4 separate regions of the Rattus norvegicus genome follow, and all the other regions are linked to region 1. A link is a contact called in public Hi-C data. All regions are on one chromosome and are shown on one strand. The core of a region is the stretch at or near the end of the contact, and the rest is flanking DNA. Distances in the headings are between cores, read along the strand shown. Region 1 holds the start of Enc1 (ectodermal-neural cortex 1). Region 2 has its middle 460 kb from the start of Arhgef28. Region 3 has its middle 370 kb from the start of Arhgef28. Region 4 has its middle 340 kb from the start of Arhgef28.

Region 1 (5,069 bases), core at 1,270-3,769:
TAAACAAATCCCATCACCTCGAATTGCTTATCTCCCAGTAGCAGATGAAGGGATGTATAGGGTTCCTGAATTCATTTCAGGAGTTTCCAGGCTGCAATTTTGTTTTCTTGTTTTGAAGCACGGGGAAGCGCTAATTAGGCAGAAAAGATACAGCAGGGGAGAACGGCTGGCTGGACTTGGCATTCTTTTAGCACCACTTGCTTAGCCAAGCTCTCTACAAAGGGAAGCAAACTTCACTGTTTGCTTCATTGTGGATGCTGCAATTTCCAGGTGGTAGATGCAATAGACACGATTATCTGTCCTTTGCCAGGTGGCTTCTGGCAAACATCCCCAACCATCCAGCTGACGTATGTACTTATACTGCTTCTAGGCAGCGGCAGCAGTTCAAGGTGGCTTTGGGGAAAAGAAAAGACGTATTTCGTCAAAAGAGAAGATGTGTTAACTTCTTAATGGAACACTGCTCCACTGGAACACATTAAGTGTTAGTCCCCTAAACCAATGTATTTGTGCTTGACCCAATCCCAGACAGGTGAAAACAGAAAAGGAAGGGACCAGAAAGTGCAGTAGTCGGCCGTGGTGCCTCTCATACCTGGCCACAGAACATAGAAAGGTGTTTTTAAAAGACATGGAGACCCATTCCCATTTCCCCCTTGTGAGAATCTATCTCTGGTGAGAACTCCGTTTCCACCCGTTTGCTTTCTATTGGTTGTATCTTTCTCTCCTTGGGAACTAAATTGAGCCTGCCTGGCTCTTGCTGCCCCTGGCTCCTTGCCCCACCCCCACCCCCCACGGCACCTGGTTCTTACTTTGAATCCATTGAGCTTTTCCGGCTTTGTAAAGCAAAATGGAGCCAAGACGCTATCAAAAATTAAAATAGGAAACAGATTTGAAAAGGCTGTAGTGAGGCTGACGAGTTAATGCTAAGAAAGGACTTAAGAGGGCACTGTCTTTCTTTGCGATGAGCAACATTTATCAGCCTGGATAATGGGAGAGGAAGCCAGAAGGGGAGCTGGGATAAAGAACCGACCTTACTGGTTTCAGCAGGCTGTGCTCTCAGGAAGCGCCATGTGGAGCCTCCTGAGCCGGTTTAAACCTTTGTTACGCCTGGCGTTTTAAGAAAAGGAAGACTCGGGGCGCAGCGTTGGGGAAATGGAGAGGACAGGGTAAAGTCGATCTCCCGGGCCACTATTGAGGGTGTGCAGATCTCCAGACAGGCAATTCACATCGCCCAAGACTTTTCCTTGCTCACCTGTACGATAAGGGGTTGGGCCAATGATCTATACAGTTCGTCCCTACGTATCTCAAATGCGGAGTAAGAGCCAACTCAAAAGTGGCGTTTTAGCTCCCAGCCAAATGCCCTGGCACAAAGAGTCAGAAATGAGAGTCATAAACAGTTGTGGCTACATGAATTGATTTTTTTTTCGAATACTCTCGAGGCTTTACGGTGTGTGTGTGTGTGTGTGTGTGTGTGTGTGTGTGTGTGTGTGTGTGTGGTGGGGTACTATTTCTTGACTGAGCTCCAAAATCCACCAACCAACAAAACCCAAGAAAGGCCGAGTCTCGAGGTGACTGAGACGCCTTCCCTACCAGGAGGAGGCAGCGTGACTGCTCCTTGGAGGAGTTTGCTTTGAATCTAGCGGCCCTGGCGATTGGTTGCGAAACACGTGGGCCCGCAGGACCCAGCCGGGGTTGCTGTGGCTCCAGCTCCGAGCGAGGCAGAGTCCTGTCGCGGGTTCCTCACCAATTTGGGGTGGGGAAGGCAGACACCCGGCAAGAGCCTGGAGTAGAAGTCTGGCTTCTTGCCAGCAAGTAACCCAAAGTCCACTTGCTCGACCCGCAGTGTCCCCAAGGTCCAAACCAGGGCTTCTTCCCTTGCTCCAGCGGGAACGAGGCTCTGCCTGCGGTTGGGGGATCTAACCCAATGAGTGGCTGTGCTTGCCGGTGCGTGGGACCCCCGGCCTGGCCTTGACTATTCCACTGAGCATTCTTAGGTTCCCCGCACCCTTGAGCACAGGAAAGCTCCCAGGGCTGCTTTCCCCTGCAGTGGACGCCCCAGCCCCCGACCCAGCCTTGAATAGGGTTGACCCGGAGAGGCGAAGGTCCTCGGAGCCCCTCAAACTTATTTTCTTCGCGGTCCCCAGGGGCTGCAGCTGCCCGTAGCTGAGCTAGGGCGTCCGCTTTGTCTCCGTTCACTCCCCGCCCCACTTCCCTGGTTCCTCTCCGGCAAACTCCCCCCGACAGCCCCCACCTCCAGCCCCCAGCTCCTCCCGCTCCAGCCCGCAGCGTGGACGCGCTTCCTCCCTCCTCCCACTAGCGAGTCTCTTTGCATACGCGCCCCCTCCCGGGCGCAACTTATAGCCCGGCGCACGGTGGCCCGGCGCAGTCTGCTCCCGCAGCCTCAGAGCGGTCGGCGCGACGGAGGCGCTGCAGAGACCCAGAGCCGACGCCAGGCGGCCGCCAGCGCTCCCGCCGCAGCCCGGCTCCCTCCCACTGCGTGCAGCCCGCCTTCCTTAGCGGCGCGGCCGCCGCAGGCTCACTCTCCCCTGGCTAGGCGAGCGCCCGCAGACGCTTGGCCCGGCCGGGGCGCCAGGTCCGTAGCTGCTGATCGGGAGACCGAGATCAGCTGCCTGCCGGAGCCGGCCTGAGAGCCACTACCCGGGACGCCATCGCCTCCCTTCCCGGCGCTCTTTTCTCCCCGGCGATCGCCACCGCTTCCTGGAACAGAGACGCCTTTCTTCGGCTCCCTGCGGGTGACCGAGGCAAGAACCCCAGCCGGTTGTGTGCGGAGGCCAGTCGCCACTACTGTAAGTTTGCCCTGCAACCCCAAACCTGTTGCGGGCGCCCGGGTTTCGGGGGTTGGGAGGTCTGCCGCAGGGTGTGCTTGCGAGCACCGAGCCGGCGCCGGCCACCCTGGCTGTGGCTTAAGCCCAGGAGGTGCTCTCGAGGCAGAACTGTGGCTGGTGTGAGACAGCACTGGGAGAGCGACTTGCCTCTCCTCTGCAGTGTAACGCCCGGGCAAGTCTCGGTGTGTGCGAGGAGCCAGGTTGGGGGATGTTATTACCCCGGCTCCCAGCAGCCTTCAGGCAGCCCAGAGCGTGGGATCGGTTCCCCAGGGTGCCTCGTAGCCGGTTCCGGGGGACGGTGGGGGCCATGCCCAGACCTCCTCATGCGGGCACTTGACTTCAGCCAAATGAATGAAAACTGGTTCCTGAAAAACGAGTTTCCTCTCCTGCAAGCTTTTGCCTTTTAGAATGACATTAATTTCAAAGGCTAGGAATTGGTGGGCGGGGTGGAGATGAAACGGTGAACTTGGACTTGTAATTTGGTGTCGCCCTCACTGGCATGTCCAGCGTGTTAAATAGCGTTGCAAGTGTTGTAGGGGACTGTGGCGAAGAGCTATTTTTGTAAACATCTTTATAGTGTGGTTCCATTGTTGTCAATAATGTGAATGCTGGAGAACATCTGCCTGGTGTCTTTTCTCGTGGGATTGAGATCAAGCTTCAAACCAGGAGAGAGACGGAGGTGCTCCCAGTGTTGGAGGCAGACATCATGCGTGTGAACAGGAGTAAATGAGCCGAAGTTACTGAACTAGATGCCCTTTTGATGTTCACAGTAATAGTCTTTTTCTCTGCCTTCTTTGTAGATGCAAGTTAAGTATATATGTGCGTTTGGGGGACCATTTCCTTAGCATTCAGACTTATGTCTCTGGGGGCTTTAAAAAATGTTGGGAAGAACGATTCATTTTATGTTTAAGGTGTGTTTAGAAAAGGTATACATTATTTCTGTGGCTATTTTGATGTTTGCGTGCTTCTAAACCAGGGAGCACATTGTCTCCCTTGGGTCTTCAAGTGCACCTTTTGTTTTAATCATACAGTGGTTGCAAGATGAGAAATTGTGACCGTGACATCCCTTTCCTGTGGGATGGGGTCCAAGGTGATAGGGTAGACAGTGCCTTCTGGTTTTCGGGGGGGGGGGGCTTAGAAAACACAGACGCAGCAGCGTGTTGCACGTCTTGTAGGTCTTCTAGACAAACTGTTTTCTTAAGTATACACCTGGTTGTAGTTGTTTTATACCACCCTGACTCTCTAGCCCTGTGGGATTCCAGCTCAGCCTGCTAGCACTTAGATGCTTGTGTTCCTGGCGTTCCTTTCTTGGCTCGCAGCCCGAGAGGAGGCAGCTTCCATAGAGTAGACAATCATTTAGAGGTTTAGGCTTAAAATCTTCCTCAGAATAACTCAGACTGAACTGCACTCATTTAAATGGCATCACAGTGGTAAAGCAAGCAGGCTGCAAGTTCATGGGCTCTGAACACTTGGTAAGCTTAATGTATTCACAGAGGATGCCTCTAATGGGTCATTCTTCAGAACTTTCTACATGGGGTTAAGCTGGGCTTCGCTTGAGGTAGGATTGGTGCTTGAGATAGGGGTGATGCTTGGGTCCTCCTCATCTTCCTACCTACTGGAAATTTCTGGGTGCTTGCAAAGGTTTTGTAACACTGGAGCTTTGTAACTTTGATGCTTTCTTAGTTCTCTTTGGCCTTGTTTACTCATCGTGAAAGGTAACATTCCAAAAGCAGAGGAAAACAAGTTACCTCACCTAAAGACATGGGCGAATGTCCGGGCAAACACCTACCTTTGTTACTTTTCTCAGTGCCGACTTTCACAGCTGCTGGGGGTGGAGGGATGCAGTTATATAGCTCATGAATCTGGTAAGTCATCTATATTTATTAATAATTCCTGGAGTATAAATAAAAAGGTCTGAATGACTGAAGGAAGAGCAGGGTTTCAGCTGTGCTGTAAGTTCTGGCTGTTTGGGTCAGAAAAGGTAACAGTAGCTAACTACAAGGTCTGTCCCCCTGGCATAAGCAACCTCTGGAATCCTGAGGGGCAGGTTCTTAAGGCTTTATCTTCTGTTAGAGCCCTAGAAGAGTGCTGTCAGAAGGGGGAGTTAATTCCATTTTTCAAGATGGACAGTGGACATAGTCCACCTTATTGGCCCCCAGTTTTCTTACAGCAGATACTCAAAAAAGATAGCATTAGATTCCACTGATGCTAATTTTGGTACTTAGA
Region 2 (5,161 bases), core at 2,224-4,723, 550 kb after region 1:
GCATCACCACTGGAGCAATCAAGCACTTTCTGACTGGATCTGCAAGGTAAAACTCATGCCTGACACCATTATCAGTTCAAGAAGCTGTGGCTACACAGATCATATGCCCTAAGCAAGGACCTACTACTGTTATCATGCTAAAGTTCACATAATATTAAACTGAGTTCTAATGATTCATTGTTACATTCGTCGTGTTCTAGTGCATTTTTAACCTTCTGAGGAGCTTCTACTTGAAATAAAAGTTGACATAGAGACCTACAAACGATCAAGGTACAGAGAATAAGAGATTGTGAAACATTCAGCCCTAAATGGGAAATCCCGATCACACCTCCTGCTCCCCGGGGTTTATAATGGAAAAGGAGGCGTACGGACTGTAAAAGCCAAAGGTGGTAGACAGACGTAAGGAAACAGTGTTGTCTGGAGAGAGCAGGACAGCTGTACATACAAATTTGAGGTGATTATAACAGCTCACACACATCTGTGCAAGTTCAAACCAATCCAATACCAGCATGGAGAGAGGAGGCGAACACCAAATCCTACCCCGAGCTGAGGATCGATTGGCAACTGAGAGCAGCTGGGAGAGAGAGTCAGTTTTCGTCATGAATGTAACTCCTGCTAAGTCAACCACATTCCGTGGGAAGGCCAGACATCCAAGAATACACGGACAGCACACATCAGACTTGATTGGCATTCAAGGAATAAAATGATACAAAGTTGAGCAGTAGAGCAGACGGTGAGGGGAACGGTCTGAGAGGAGCTGGGAGAGAAGCTACAATGATCAGACCACGCTTAATGAATTCTCAATGAACTAATTTAAAAACTTTATGATATTACATATTCATTGCATAGGGTGCCATGGTATACAAAGATGCCTCCAGCTTTCACATCGAGATGCAGTGCACGCTGAGCACGTGGAGTAGCAACGTGTGTGCTGTGTGTGAAGAACCCAGCTCTTGGGCGAATGGCCCTACATCAGCTTCCCTACTACACCTTTGCAATTGGCAGCCATTTCTTCTTCACACCCGATTACTGATTACTTCCCTCTTCTCTATTACCAAGGCAACTTTCCACAAATATCAATTGAACAAGCTATTCACCGTCCAAATCAGCTTGAAACAGTGGGAAAAAGAACAGAACAGAATCCGAGCAGAGACAAAGTTTTGACTCCAATCTTAAAACTCTGAGATCTTGGTCCAGTTATTAAAACTTAGTCGTTGAAAATAGCCAAAAGAAAAATCTCAGCTTTTGTCTATCACACATGCTGAGGTGAAAGTGAAATTACTGTTTTCTGTTACACAAGAAATGGCTATTGGGTTAACAGACACCTCTTAGATATCTTAGAATTTTACTTGTACAATAGAATGTTGTGAAATGAATCATCACCTATATTAACTACAATATTGCATAGGTCAAGCACAATACCAAAATAGTCTTGTAAGATTGTTATTTACTTTTAATAGATGACGTAATTGAGATTTAGAGAAACTAAGTCTTTTGCCCACTATCACATAGCTCATCGAATGCCTGGGTGTGGGGTCTGCTCTCCCCCGGGACAGTTCAGTCTTGGCTAATGTGCATCGTTGAACTGGAAGACAAGGAGTCAGGTAGCACATCTCTCTCTTCAAGCCAGTGTGGAAAGACACCATGAAGAACCAATTATGAGCAGCGGCAGCGGCTGTGACCTCCCCTTTCAGGATAAATAGATTGATAAATAGATCCGAGAAGCGAATCCTATCCTGGACAAGCCTAGGAAGCACAGAATGTGCTCAAAGACTCCCACTGATTGCTCACATCCAGCCAGCAACAACGCCAAGTCTAAGCCAGGCTGGGAACAAACTCCAGAGCAGATATGGCAGCAGCTGTGCTCAGTGACATCATCAGCATGCTTGGTGCCCATCAGCATGGAGCCATGCTGGCTGGAGACACTGCATCCCCAGTAGTGCACGCCCAACTCCTGTTCCCCTGGGATGCTGAGAATGCAGGAACAATGGCCACTGACTTCATTCCAAAATGGCATCTGGCTCTGAAATCCTTGCCTAACTTCATCTCCTCCGTCTCAGCATCTCTCTCTCTCTCTCTCTCCCCCCCTCTCTCGTTCTCTCTCTCTCTCTTTCTCTCTCTCTCTCTACACACACACACACACACACACACACACACACACACACACACACACACACACACGCACACACTTCCTGAAGCCACTATAATTTTCTGCAATGGTTAGCTTTATTAGATTCTCTCTTATTAAAAACAGTAAGGAGGGCTGGGAGGATCATTCAATGGGTGACGGAACTTGCCACCACTCCTGATGACTAGAGTTTGTTCCCCAGGACTCACAGGATAGAAGGAGAGAACTAACTGCCACGGATTGTCCACTGGCCTCCACAATGGTGCCATGGCATAGTGCGTCCACACACAAACATGTATAAATCATATATGCATGCATTCACATGTACAGGCACTCACATGTACATGCATTCATATATACACGCATTCATATTTGCATGCATCTTTTAAAGCCATGAGACAAAGGGAGATGCTCTCACCTCAGGTCTAGGGAGCAAACAACTTTTTAAATTCTCTCGCTTCTTTGAAAATTATTTAGTAAATTTCCTACGGAATAGCAAAATAGAGCCATTTCCCAAATAGGCAATGGCTGGTGAGACATGGATCTGGTTGGAGGGGAACTGGGAAGAGCTAATTTGCCTTTGGACACTGAGCTGTGGATAAAGACAGATGCCTGCTAGGTGTGGTCTGGACTGCCACACACCCACCATTCAGCAGAGATCAAGGCTGGAGAGGCCGATGAGAAGACACACTCAACCACAGGGTAAGGTCAAAGCATAAAGACTCGGCTTCACCACTGAGTGGGGAAAGCACCACTCGAAGACTCAAAGACTTCCACTGTAAGTATTCTACTAGACACCCAGCTGATTTCCTGTAACTCTCTTGAAACGCTGTCAAAATAAAGGTGTGTGAAATTGGAATAAACTTGGAATTATGAGCTTCCTAGAGAAATGCATAAAGACGGAGCATTTCTTTTGGAACTGTTCATACTAAACAGTAGTCTGTCACACAACTGAGTCTTTTTTTTTTTCAACATTCTTCGACTTTTAAAATGTATTCCACTTTTCTAATGGAAAATGTAAACTTTAAATCTTCAAAATTTTGCCCGTATGCACTTGAGTTTCCTCTCTCCTGCTCTTAGAAAGACGTCCAAACACGAATCCTCCAGGCTGCTGATCTCCTGGTGGTGTTGGTCCACCCCTTGAAGCTGAGTAGGTAAGCTGACAGGTGTTGCAATAAACCTTCCAATAAACTGAGGGCCAAGGACCCAGCCACAGTACCCTCATCTGAAGATGGCTTGGAGGGAGCGAGTGGTTTTCTTTCTAATTACAAGACACTGTGGAGCTGTCAGGGTGCTCGTGGTGACAGAGAGCACTGGTGGCCAGGGTTGACTAGCTGAAACCTTGGCCAGGCAGAAAGCCATTGGAAAGGGTCCAGGTCAAAGCAAGAATGTAACTAAGGGAGGCGCCAACTCTGTGGGGGACTGCAGCTGCAAAAGACAAAGGCCAAGGTGGAGTGGCTGGGGTCAGGGTTGTGGGAAAGAGACACCCCAGGAGCCCGCATGTGCAGAGCAGAGGCAGGGAGAAGCCATACTCCTAACTGAGTCACAGACACAAGGATGTCACTCTTCTGAAAATTCTATATGTTTCTGAGGAGCACAAATGCACGCGATGAGGCTTCAGAATATGGGCAGTAACTGTGGTGTCGTTTCACTTGAGTTCGCAAACTGGTGTGCTGAGGTTATCTGAGCTATAAATAAAACCCATGGATTAGAGAGTGGCTGAAAGGCAGCTGTTTGCTTGTCCTATATGCACGCATGTACATAGGTAGAAATATAAACAACATGGCCCGACAGAACACATTTGCAATTAATTTAAAATTACGAAGCACTAATGGACGATTTTAAAGATGCTTGCACACAATTCACTCTCAAGCATTTTCCTAGCTGAACTCCCTTCCTACTCCCCCAAGCCTTATTTACATTGCTCATTTGCTTAGCAAATATTCTCTAGCTAATGTCATGTTTGTCAGGGCTCCTGGCTTGTGCAACTGCAGAGGCTGGAGCCCTGCTCCCACATAAACACAGACACCTGGAGTCCAGAAGAACAGGGCCAAGCAGCTTCACTGAGGTCAGCTTCTTAGAAGGGACAGGATGTCCACCGTCTTCATTGAAGTGCTCAAAAGAAACAGAATCATCTGTGAAGCCTAAACACAAATAAACACATATGTGTACATGCACACATTCATACATGTATAGGCTACTCACTGTGTGTGTGTGTGTGTGTGTGTGTGTGTGTGTGTGTGTGTGTATGTGTGTGTATGAGAGAGAGAGAGAGAGAGAGAGAGAGAGAGAGAGAGAGAGAGAGAGGTCTCAAGATCAATGTCCTCTACGTCTTTACATCTCCCCAGTAGAGAATTACTAGTTTAGATAATCACTACTCCGGTAACAGAAGTGTAAGTAGCTTCTAGATGCTGGGCACAACCTTCAGGCCAGCCTAGCCGTTCTGAATAATCATCTGAGTTCTAACAGGGTCCCCATGTCACTTGTTGGCATACCAGACTCTAAGAACACTTGATTCGTTGATGGCTTGCTTAACCGGAAAACTGTTAAACTTCTGTCAGGACCAAAACACTAGGTAGCCCACTCTGGAGAAAACTGATACATGAAATAGACACAATCCTGGGTCTCATTGGCACTCTCAAGTCTGTATTTGTTTAGCTAAGCTAAATGATGTATTGTTGTATGTTTGTTCCCATGCAGGTACACGCTATTAAAGAATATGTAGTCAAAAATAGCCTTATTTGCATGTTTGGATATTCATAACATATTTTTGCAAGTGAAAGAAATCACATTCCAAAATGGTGTATACTAGATAAAGGTGGTCTGTTTTGCAGACACAAAATAATTGAAACGGTGTGCATGTAAGTAGTCTCTGAATATATGAGCCAGAAAAATTTTAGAATCTCTCAGGAAAGGGGATTATGGGTGATTTTTATCCTCTCTCTTAAAAGATTTTCGGCATTTTCGTCCAATCTTTTACAATAAGCACATGCTATTTTAATAATTAGAAAAGACAAGAATCCTTTTTTTATT
Region 3 (5,276 bases), core at 2,518-5,017, 640 kb after region 1:
GGACCTTTAAAAGTAGACAGAGAAAAGGTTGCATCACAAGAGTAGAGCCCACATGATGGGAGTCAGGCCTTTTACCAGAAGACTAGATTTCTTTCTCTGTTTGACTTTCTACCATGAAAGGAAAAACATGAAGATAGCCATGTGCAAACCAGAGAGAGAGAGAGAGAGAGAGAGAGAGAGAGAGAGAGAGAGAGAGAGAGAACACCTTTATTAGACATACTGTCTACCAGCAGCTTGCGTTAGCCTCCCCGGTCTGAACAATTACAGTAAGTCCTGTTTGATCCATCCAAGCAGGCTATGAGCTTTTGTTACAACAGCCCATCCTGACGAAGGCTGTCCTCCCAGTCACATCTCAAGTGGTCCTCATCTTTACTTGTCTGGCATTACTTACACTAATGTCGGGCTCTTGTCAGCAATGCTTTCTTTGGGCTCTGTGGCCAGGTGACCTTTGCGTTCTGTTGTAGGCACTGGCTTACATCCAACTTGTGATTAATACATTTTAGAAAGAATTCTATATTACAGTTTTAACATCTGGTAAATCCATTGCCTCTGTACTTTTATAAGAAGGGACTTTTATAATTAACAGCTTGGTGTGCCATGTTGGCTTGGGTACCAACTGAGTACCATAGCTGTGCTGGAGAGTTCCATGACGATCTGACATGACCTAGAGTCATGGGAGAAGAGGAGACCTCAACTGAGAGAAAGCCTCCATAAAATTCAGCTGTAGGGAATTTTCTCAATTAGTGATTCATAGGGGAGGGCCCAACCCATTGTGGATGGTTCATCCCTGGGCTAGTGGTTCTGGTTTCTATAAGAAAGCAGACCAAGTGACCCATGCTGAGCAAGCCAGTAAGCAGCACCTTTCCATAGCCTCTGTAACTGCTCCTGCCTTCAGGTTCCTGCCCTGTTTGAATCCTATCCCGACTTCCTTCAGTGATGAACTGTGATATGAAAGTATAAGCCAAATAAATCCTTTCTTCCACAACTTGCCTTTGGGTCATGGTTTTTCATCACAGAAATAGAAACCCTAATGAAGACAATAATGTAATCTCCAATAGATTATTCTGGGTTTGGCCAACTATGTAATCAGAGGGAGCCACCGTCTCTTGGGTCTACACATAAGTAAGGACTCTCTCATCACCCTGGCACATAGGATGCACATAGCAATGAGAATGGGGTGCCCGGGCTGGAGAGATGGCTCAGTCGTTAAAGGCTAGGCTCACAATCAAAAATATAAGAGAATGGGGTGCCCATCGTGTGTCCACTCCAGTAATGAGGGTACAGGCAGTAGGAGCAGAATAGACATTTCCTCAGGCATTGCAGAGGACCATACAGGCTTGGGTACTTGGGTCTTAGTTGGTCTTTAGGGTTCGTTCAGTATGCTCGTGATGCTGGAACCTCTGTGATAGTATGGTAGGATATCTGAGGACTTCAAAGATGGGGATAGGCAGGGCTTTCTGACTCCCAGGATAGCATGCTTTTGGATACTAGCTTCCTTCTGGGGACTGTGACAAGATATGACATCACTGCAGCGGGAAAAGTGTGAGTCCCTTTTCTGATGCTGGGAAGACTCCATGAAGGTTTCCTAACTGTGCTGTGACATATGGAACGGCTGTGGAACTTTCCAATGGCTGGCTTCCTAGCACCGAACCGACAGAGTTTGCTAACACCTCCCATCCGCCTTCTCCACTGCAGATAGGGATTAGGGTTTAGGTTGCCAATGTGTTTCATCTTCCTTCCTCTGCTGCCATCCTGCATCCTTGAGTCTGAGAAGGTCCCAGCCTTTCCAGGTCTGAGGTGAAGCTTCTTCCTTCAGTCATCTGCCTCGAAAACGCAGCTACCTGCCCATTCCCTTGCTTCTTCTTTGTGAAGAGCCAATACCTGACGTCTCTAAACAACCGTCATTTATCAGCAATTAGAGCATTCCAAGGCACTCAACACACACAGATCATAGGGCGACAAATGTGTTGACAGAGCCATTTGGGTTTCCCAAAGCCGTGTGTGGTGGTTTGCGTAGGTGTGGCCCCCTAGAGTCGGTGATTTGAATGTTTGGCCCTTGGGGAGTGCACTATTAGGAGGTATGGCCTTGTTGAAGACAGCGTGTCACTGTGGGATATAGAATAGTGTTTGAGGTTTCCTTCTATGCTCAGGCTCTACACAATGTGGAAGAGAGCCTTCTCCTGGCTGCCTTCCAATCAAGATGTACAACTCTGAGCAGCTTCTACGGCACCGTGTCTGTCTGTCTGCACGCTGCCATGATTCCTACCATGATAATGGACTGAACCTCTGAAGTAGTAAGCCAGCCCAATTAAATATTTGCCTTTGTAAGAGTTGCCTTGGCCATGGCATCTTTCACAGCAGTAAAACCCCAAATAAGATGCAGGGAAACCAGAGCTTAAGGTGGCTCTTGAGCTAAGATTGATCAATGCAAAGCAGACCTGCAAGATATCTGTCCATGTCCATTTGTCAACATCTGTGGCCAGAGACCAATATCTGGTATCATTCCTTGGATGTTGTCCACCTTGTGTTTTGAGACAATGACTCTCACTGGTTTGGTACTCACCAATTAGGTTAGCCCTAAGAATCTACCTGTCTCTGTTTCCCTAGTGCTAAAATTACAAGTGCACACCACCACTCCTGGCTTTTTATGTGGGTCCTGAGGGACAAACTCAGGTCTTCATGCTTTCGAGGAACTAAGTTATCTCCCCTACCCCCAGGTTGTCATTTATTTTTACTGATTATTTTTCTTTCAGATGTTTTAAGTAATAAGCACCAAGAGGTGAGCAATCGTATGCACCCAATGGACATGGACAGATGACCCAGTGATTGCCCATTAACTCTAGTAACAGACTCTTAGAAAATCTCCAAGCTCTCATTTATATAGGGCTTGCCAGTTACTATGGCCCATTCCAAGCCACAAACACAATATAAGCCACTTAATAGAAAGAAAGAAAGAGAGTTGGAGGCGGGGGTGCATGCATTGATAGTGACTCCTGCAGGACAATTTTCAGTCTCCAGCACACCACTACATGGAGAACTATCATCCAACAGGAAGTTATGTCTGAGTGATCACCAATCTTTCAATTGATTAGTCTGGGGCTGGGTAGTTCTATGTTATGATGCCTTTTATTTTCTTGGTCAGCCTTGTAACCTACCGGTTTAAAACTTCAAAAGCCCACGGGCATCATAAAGCTTCCAGGAAATGCCTCCTGGATCTTATCAACGCTCTCAGGGTAGATCTTATATGCATGCTCAGACTGTCCTTGCCCTCCCTGGCTTTTTCCCCTTACTGGCCCATTACCACTTTTTTATTCAGGGGTTAAAAGAAGACTCCCACACTTTCTCGATAATGTTCTTACTAGAAGCACTGAGAAACTTGGCACTAAACTTGAATTCTTCTTTATTTCCTCTATCCCTCCCCCCACACACACATCCCAGCACAGGGTCCTCTTTGCAAATTACTACGGACTAAATTGCTTCCCCTAAAATTTATATGTAGCAGCCGTAATCTTCAATGTAACTTTATTTGAAATAGAGCCTTTAAAGAGATAATTAAGGTTAAGTGAGCTTGTAAGAGACGCAGCACCAATGTCCTCAGGGGGAAAAAGAGATATGGGGGAGGTAACTATACCGGAAAGGCCATCCGAGGACATGGCTGGCGAGAAGGCTGCCATCTGCAAGCCAATCTGTCCACAGGAGGCATCGCTGCTGGTGCCTCCTCTATCTTGCATTTCTGGGCTTGAGAACGGCTACACATTTCTGTTGCTTAAACCGGCCAGCCGCAGCAGTTTGTCACGGCACACTGAGGATGGCAATCCACAAGCGGACGTAGGATAGACCCAAACATTTCCTGGTTCCTCCCGGTAGGTTCCTCCCGGTAAAGGCACAAGCTAGAAATGGCGCCGGCACTTGCGTGAACACATTCGCAAGCTCGCGGTTGCTCCGCTCTGACGCTTGCTGTATAGAATCCTTACGGAGGGCCGGGATCGCTGATATTGAACAATCTGTAGAATATTATGACTCAGTCTGATGAATAAAAATAAATGTCAGTTTTGTTTTAACCATTTTGGAAACTTTCAACAATAGTACAAAGTGTTCTTTTTACATATTGTGTTAGATTAAATTTAATCAAAATTAATGAGAACTTTCAAAGTCTGTTGAAGTAGGTGTGGCCTTTCAGATAATTCTCTACTTTTAATCTGCTTCTGACACAGTCGGATGGAGGAACTTCACTAAATCACCAAGTTATGTTTCCCCAGTGAAATGAGCTCAAGAGTGACTAGGACTCTGTCTCCAATGAGGAGTATTGTTTGGCCCAAGCAGACACTACAGGGCCCAGTCTGACGAATCACAGATCTGACCAACACAGTTTCATGTGCCAAACCCCATTCGCATCCGTGAAGTTGCCAGTAAATCCAGATCTCTGGCCACCACCTTCAATCACAAGGCAGCTAGTGTCTGTCGGAAGAACTGTACATGGGCCGGCTCATAATTAAACCATGTCTGTGGCTAAGAAGGGGCTGGTTAGTGTGTGTTCTGAATTAGTTAACAGGCTGGTTCTGGCTTTTAGATCACCTTGATTGGACACTTCACTCTGCTCCCTGCTCCCTGCTCCCTGCTCCCTGCTCCCTGCTCTCTGCTCCCTGCTCCCTGCTCCTCCCTGGTCCTCCCTGCTCCCTGCTCCTCCCTGCTCCCTGCTCCCTGCTCCCTGCTTCCTGCTTCCTGCTTCCTGCTCCCTGCTCCCTGCTCCTCTCTGCTCCCTGGTCCTCCCTGCTCCCTGCTCCTCCCTGCTCCTCCTTGTTCCCTGCCCCATCTTGTTCTCTAGCCTCCTGCTACAGAGAAAAGCTTTCTGGAACAGGAATCCGAGGCGTTTCCATGGCGTCTCTAGCCTGGTGCTGACTTGGGTCCCATAAGTGTTCCTTGGATCTTATAAACATGTCATAAAGCCCATGAACAGTCAAGACCACCAAAGAGGAACTACAAATGACTCACGAAGAGATGAGAGCACGCTCTATTTCACTGGTGACTCAGAGAATGATATGTATACTACTTGTCACTGTGACAAATCCCTGAAAAAACAACCTAAAAGAACAGTGAAGCTTCCAGAATCAGAGGCTCCAAAGCTCTGGTTTCAGAGGCCTCAGTCCCCAACCAGCTCTGCCACTGATTGCCAACTTGAGACAAGGCTGACCATTCTTCTTGTTATGTAGTTCGTCTCCTGGCTGGCAGGAAGGGAAGGATGAAATAGGAAGAGGGCAGGAACAAGGTATATCTTC
Region 4 (5,383 bases), core at 173-2,672, 670 kb after region 1:
CCTGGGTTGCAGCGACGCTGGACAAGGAAGGAAAAAATTCTGCCTTGAACATACAAATAGTCAAAGGTTGATTGGTAATCAGGTCCTACTGCTATCAGAATAAGTGAAAGTTTTCATTACAGAAATCAAAACAAGTATGTTATATGATATGGGTGCCTAGGAACCAGTGAGTCTATTACAAGCCTGAAATATAGCCAGTTTGGCCTTGAGCTAAAATGACCAAATCTCATACTAAGGCCTATTAGAACATGTTTGCACAAAACTGTTAAGCAATGCAGGTTGTTTGTGTCCAAAAACACAGTCCACACAGTAAGCACATTGTTCCCGGCAGAATACCGAGACTTGTCTCCCAGGGCTGGACCACTTTCCCAAGAAAACAAATCTTTAAAAGTAACAAATTGCCAGCAACCCGAATGAAGGGTTTCTGTGCTATCTGCCTCTTGTGGGACAGGGCGGGATTATGCTTCATACTGCCAAGAACACAGGACTGAGGTCAATCTGTCAATGTCACGGAAAGGCAGAGTTTAGACTAACCCAGGGAAGGACTCTGTAACACAGATGGGGAACAAGAAGTGACACAGGATTCATATGCATGCTCCAAGACCTCTAGAGTTATTCAAACACCAGCCCAAAGACTAGAGGAGTTACAGAAGCCCAGTCAGCAGGGCAGTGGGTGGAGGGGTAGCCACGTCCTGCAATCAGGACACCTTATAACCCAACATGGGGGCTGATGAACAGAGAGTGAACCTGGACCCTGGAATGGTTCCCAAGTACAAACATTCGGCACAGGGTGGGTGACGATGCCAGGCCTGTGCTCGCTGGCTTTAACATCTCTGGAATAAGGATTAGCAGAGTTAGGCTTGAACATCCTTTATTTACTTTAAAAATATCTTTTGGAAAATCAAGCATGTCTCGATTTGACAGGAAGTATAACGTGCCCTGCTCCAAATTGCTTTCTCTTTTTTCCATCAGAATTCCATTAATCCTGGTTTTATGATTGGCTAAAGTACTCTAGCTATGTAACTAGCAAAGGTTTGGGGTTTTTTTTTTTGTTTAGATTTATAATTCAATTATAACCTTTCTTCTCCCTGCCTCCCCTTCCCCCCAGATCCTCCCATTTTTCCTTCTGCACATTCTCCTCTCCTTCACATTCATGGCCTTTCTGTGTTTTTTCTTTTTTTACAAATTGTTATTGCATGCATATATGTATATGAGCATGCATATACATTGCTAACTATAACCTAGTCACTCTGTATGATACATACATGTATGAAAACATACACGTGCGTATGTTTTCAGGGCTGAATGTTCGGCACTGGGTGACCAACTGGAGTGCTCATCCTTAGGGAAGGCCACCCCTCTCCTCAGTTTTTTTACAGTCCAGTGAAGATTTAAAGAAAAAAAATCAATAACATGAGTGAAACATTAACAGCTGAAATGCGCTTGCATGGTTCTATTTTAATTCCATCATCTCAGAGTGGCTCTGTGTCTCAGCACTCAACCGTTTTGGCAGACATTTATTTATGTTCATCCTATGCATATAGAATTTCTGCCTGCATGCACTTTTTATGCAGCACGTGTGTGCCTGATGCCTATGGAGGACAGAAAAGGGTGTCGGATCTCCTGGAACCAGAGTTTCAGACAGCTGTGAGCTGCCACATGGGTGCTGGGAAGCAAACATGGGTTCTTAACAGCAGTAGTTGTGTTCTAAAAGACTAAGCCTCTGCATCCCCAATCTTATGTTTGTATTCTTAACATTTGAAATTTCTTTTTCTCCCCTTTTCTCCATAAATGACTCGTGCACTCTATTCCCAGAACCCTACATTTGAGAAGATGAGCCCTCAGGGTAGCCTAGTGACAGGCAGAGGGGACCCTGTCATCTAATATTTTGATCACGAGCTCTGTAACCCAATTATACTCATCAAACCTGCTTCCTCACCTGTAAAATCTAAAGCATCCTACCATCTCTAGATCACTGTGAGGATGAAGGACAGTCATGTCAATGCTTGCCCTACTGTGTGGCCTACTGTGTGGCCTAGCACAGAGGAAACCCTTAGTACAAGAAGGTCACACCAGGGAGTGGCTTGCAGTTCTGTGTTGCATGTTTTTTTTAAATACAGAAATTTTTACAGACTTCATGTTGGTGATGGGGGTTGATGAAGGTCACTTGACAATATGTGGGCCTTCAGGACACCATGCCTGGACTTAGGAGCCAAGGCCCACCCCAAACTTGGTCATTGTGACTGAATGAAAGAAACAGGTGCAATCGGTGAAACACACCAGAGCTGAGCTAGTGTTGGTGTTTCCTGTCAATGCTGTCTGTCGGGCATGCTCAGCTGCTCTCTCTCTCCACCAATAGATGCTGGTGTCTATGGGAAGCCAGTGGCAAATATGATTCCATAAAATCCAGGAAGGCTGTGAGCAGGGAGCTTCTAAAAGTCATGTAGCAACTTGGATGAGTTCAGATTTATCTCACAATTCTAATAAATTGATTGGCCTCAGAATCACAGAATGGTAAAAAGATCCAATGATCTTCAGATGCTGGGAATTATTCAGAGAAAATTCACCAGTGCCGGGTGTGGTGGCACACACCTTTAATCCCAGCACTCAGGTAGAGGCAAGTGGATTTCTTTGAGTTCGGGGTCAGCCTGGTCTACAAAATCCAGTTCACGGCAGCCAGGGTTCTGTTACACAGAGAAACTCTTTCTTGAAAAACAAAACAAAAGAAAAAACGATCAACAGAAATACAGGACTCTTGGCTATGTCTCTTCTCAAGTAACAAGGTTCTGGGATCAGTCTTCAGAGCCACAGGGCAGATGCTTATATCTTTAGGGGTGAAAGAATACCCATCACCATCGTCCAAAGCAAGGACCATACCACTCAAACAAAGAAGGAACAGAAATTTGTTCTGCTAAAGTTCAAGTGAAACAGAATCCTTTCCACATATGAACCACGTGCATTTAAAGTGTAAGAACAGGGCTGGAGAGATGGTTTAGTGGTTAAGAGCACTGACTGCTCGTCCAAAGGTCCTGAGTTCAATTCCCAGCAACCACATGGTGGCTCACAACCATGCGTAGTGGGATCTGATGCCCTTTTCTGGTGTGTCTGAAGACAGCTACAGTGTACTTATATACATAAAATAAATAAATCTTTAAGAATAATTATAAAGTGTAGAACAATCTGGGTGCTTGGTGTTTGATACACTTTTCTCAGTGCCACAGCTGGATGGTGGATGGTCTGGCACTAATGCTTGTTGCTTTTGGAGGGTGGGAGGTTGAGGTGGGTGATTGTGCTTTTTTGGGGATGGGGGTGGGGATGACAGTGTTACAATCAAATGAAGTGAAGAGGTACAAATCAGACTCTGATAAGATCAGGAAGCTCTTGTTACAGAGGATGTCCACAGGCTTCAAACTTCTTAAAACATGTCTGCTGGGGCCAGAGAGATGGCTCAATGGTTAAGAACACTGACTGCTTTTTCCAGAGATCCAGAGTTTAATTTCCAGCAACCTCCTGGTGGCTCACAACCATCTGTGATGGGATCTGATGCCCTCTTCTGGTGTGTCTGAAGACAGCTCCAGTATTCTCACATGCAATCAATCAATCAGTCAATCAATCAATCAATCAATCAGAAAAAAAAACAAAATGAAATCATGTCTCCTAATCTGACCCATTCTTTGTTCACGGAATGGAAGACAGAGGAAGTGGGCATCCGAGGGAGACAAAGTTCAAATCTTTCTCCCTCATTTTATTCCAAAGGTCAAGGCCTTTCACCGCCCTGTACTTTAGTTTGCTACTCTACAAAATGGGAGACAGTGTCTTCTGCAAGCCACTGGGGAACCAATAAGAGAGTCAGTGTGTTGAGTTCTGCCCAATGCCTGCCTGGTGAGCAATCAATGAGCGATTTCTTTATCGACCTTGGGGGAAAATGACAGTTCATTATGTAGGAAGATGCATATTGGTGGGAAAGGGGCTTTGGGATGGAAGGGTTCCTTTCATAGCCATCAGTGTCTTCATCCAGAACAATGGCAGCTGAAATCCTTCCCAGTCCAGTTCTTGAGAAGATGCTATATTAATATGAGCCAAGATTTTGATGAGCACGTATTGGAGCTGTCATTTTTGAATACAGTTGTAGATCTCAGGACATAGCAGACAAAGTTCTCACCAGGCAAGATGAGAGGAAAATGTGCTCTGAGCAAGGAATCAGGATTAAACTCCGTCTGTCACAGAGAGATGAGGGTGGGAACAGGGAGCATCTACGCGTGCCTAAACTTCTTAAGGCTGTGTGAGAAGGCAGCCGGTGACACTCTGGCCTTGAAGAGGCCAGAGTTGGTATTCTCCAGCATAGGGTTAAACCTATGATCCAACTCTGTGTGCCCTGAGACCCAGTTCCCTCTTCAACCCTGCATATCACGGGGATTCACAATGAATCCTTCTTGCTTCCTGCTGTGGTGTTTTATGGACTAACAGCATTGGCTTCCAGGATTCTTACCTACTTATAGGTTGGCAAGTTGGGCTCCCATTGTTCGGGCTCATATAAAAAGATAATGGTTATTTCACCTTGCAGACCTGTGTGTACATGCCACGGACTGACTTCATTTGGTATCTGTCATCACAGGAAGAGTAAGAGGATGTGTGAATTTTTCTAGGTCAAGAGGTATGGAAACACTTATATGTAACAGGTAAGACACCAATGACCAAAGAAAGTATTTAATCTAAGCCCTTCTTGGTCAATCAGTGGATTTCTTCGGATTACCTTCAGGAGTGTAGGTGACACATTACCTATAGGAGAATGGGTAACTTAATGGTAGTTGCCTCTGTTACCACCAAAGTCTCACTTGACCACGGGAGGCCCCATCCCATCCAACCACTTTCTGTATGCTCTAGACCCTTCCATAAGACTGTATGCAGCTGGAGAAGACTGTATGTGTGTAGCTGAGAGGCTGGAAGGGCCAAGAAGGAGAAATCTCAAGTGAGAGTCCTCCTTCCCTTTCTGTGGGGAACTGTAATAGGTTTGGTCTTGTGAGCATTTGCTCTGGGTCAAGCGGGACGTGTAATGTCTGGAGAACAGAGTTGTACTCCAGGGGCCTGCTTTTCTAGACTCACGTTTAGCTGACATGGCCTACAGGATGAATACTCATGTAGTTTTTATGGGGAAGCAGAAATCCTCTGGGAGATCAACGACCGACTGACCTTCATTATAGTCAGAAGTAAGCAAGAGCTTTCTAAGATTCAGACTGTGCCTCTTTGGACGAATGGCGGGGGACTGTTTATTTCCCTTAGACATTGCCTTTGGTGATGAGCATTGCTATCTGATTGGACCTAGGGGATTCTTACTTCCTGTTTCAGAGGTTGAGAATCCCAACTCTTGTTTTCCCAGCCTCCC

The links. Hi-C and Micro-C count contacts between places; a contact is called where the count stands out from the background.
Region 2: a contact with region 1 is called in a Hi-C map of kidney, with 4 times the contacts expected there. The contact joins the enhancer-like site here to the promoter of Enc1 in region 1. A contact is called at or near these places in 3 of 12 Hi-C or Micro-C datasets (frontal cortex and kidney) and 1 of 1 datasets of contacts at active chromatin or transcription factors (oligodendrocytes).
Region 3: a Hi-C map of frontal cortex shows a contact between it and region 1, with 2.6 times the contacts expected there. The contact joins the enhancer-like site here to the promoter of Enc1 in region 1. A contact is called at or near these places in 2 of 12 Hi-C or Micro-C datasets (the A7r5 cell line and frontal cortex) and 1 of 1 datasets of contacts at active chromatin or transcription factors (oligodendrocytes).
Region 4: a contact with region 1 is called in a Hi-C map of liver, with 6 times the contacts expected there. The contact joins the enhancer-like site here to the promoter of Enc1 in region 1. A contact is called at or near these places in 4 of 12 Hi-C or Micro-C datasets (the A7r5 cell line, kidney and liver) and 1 of 1 datasets of contacts at active chromatin or transcription factors (oligodendrocytes).

What each region holds. Positions count from the first base shown.
Region 1 is chr2:30,282,755-30,287,823 of GRCr8, forward strand. It overlaps Enc1 (ectodermal-neural cortex 1), which reads left to right and starts at 2,520. Exons shown (of 3, transcript NM_001003401.2): 1 at 2,520-2,804.
Region 2 is chr2:30,827,073-30,832,233 of GRCr8, forward strand. No RefSeq gene overlaps it. Among named protein-coding and RNA genes, the nearest start is that of Arhgef28, 460 kb to the right of the region's middle. Within about 2 kb of position 3,474, at least 6 of the 93 cell types and tissues checked have an H3K27ac peak or open chromatin away from gene starts, as enhancers often do. A contact at or near this core is called in kidney, where this site is marked.
Region 3 is chr2:30,922,689-30,927,964 of GRCr8, forward strand. No RefSeq gene overlaps it. Among named protein-coding and RNA genes, the nearest start is that of Arhgef28, 370 kb to the right of the region's middle. Within about 2 kb of position 3,768, at least 18 of the 93 cell types and tissues checked have an H3K27ac peak or open chromatin away from gene starts, as enhancers often do. A contact at or near this core is called in the A7r5 cell line, where this site is marked.
Region 4 is chr2:30,949,544-30,954,926 of GRCr8, forward strand. No RefSeq gene overlaps it. Among named protein-coding and RNA genes, the nearest start is that of Arhgef28, 340 kb to the right of the region's middle. Within about 2 kb of position 1,423, at least 13 of the 93 cell types and tissues checked have an H3K27ac peak or open chromatin away from gene starts, as enhancers often do. A contact at or near this core is called in liver, where this site is marked.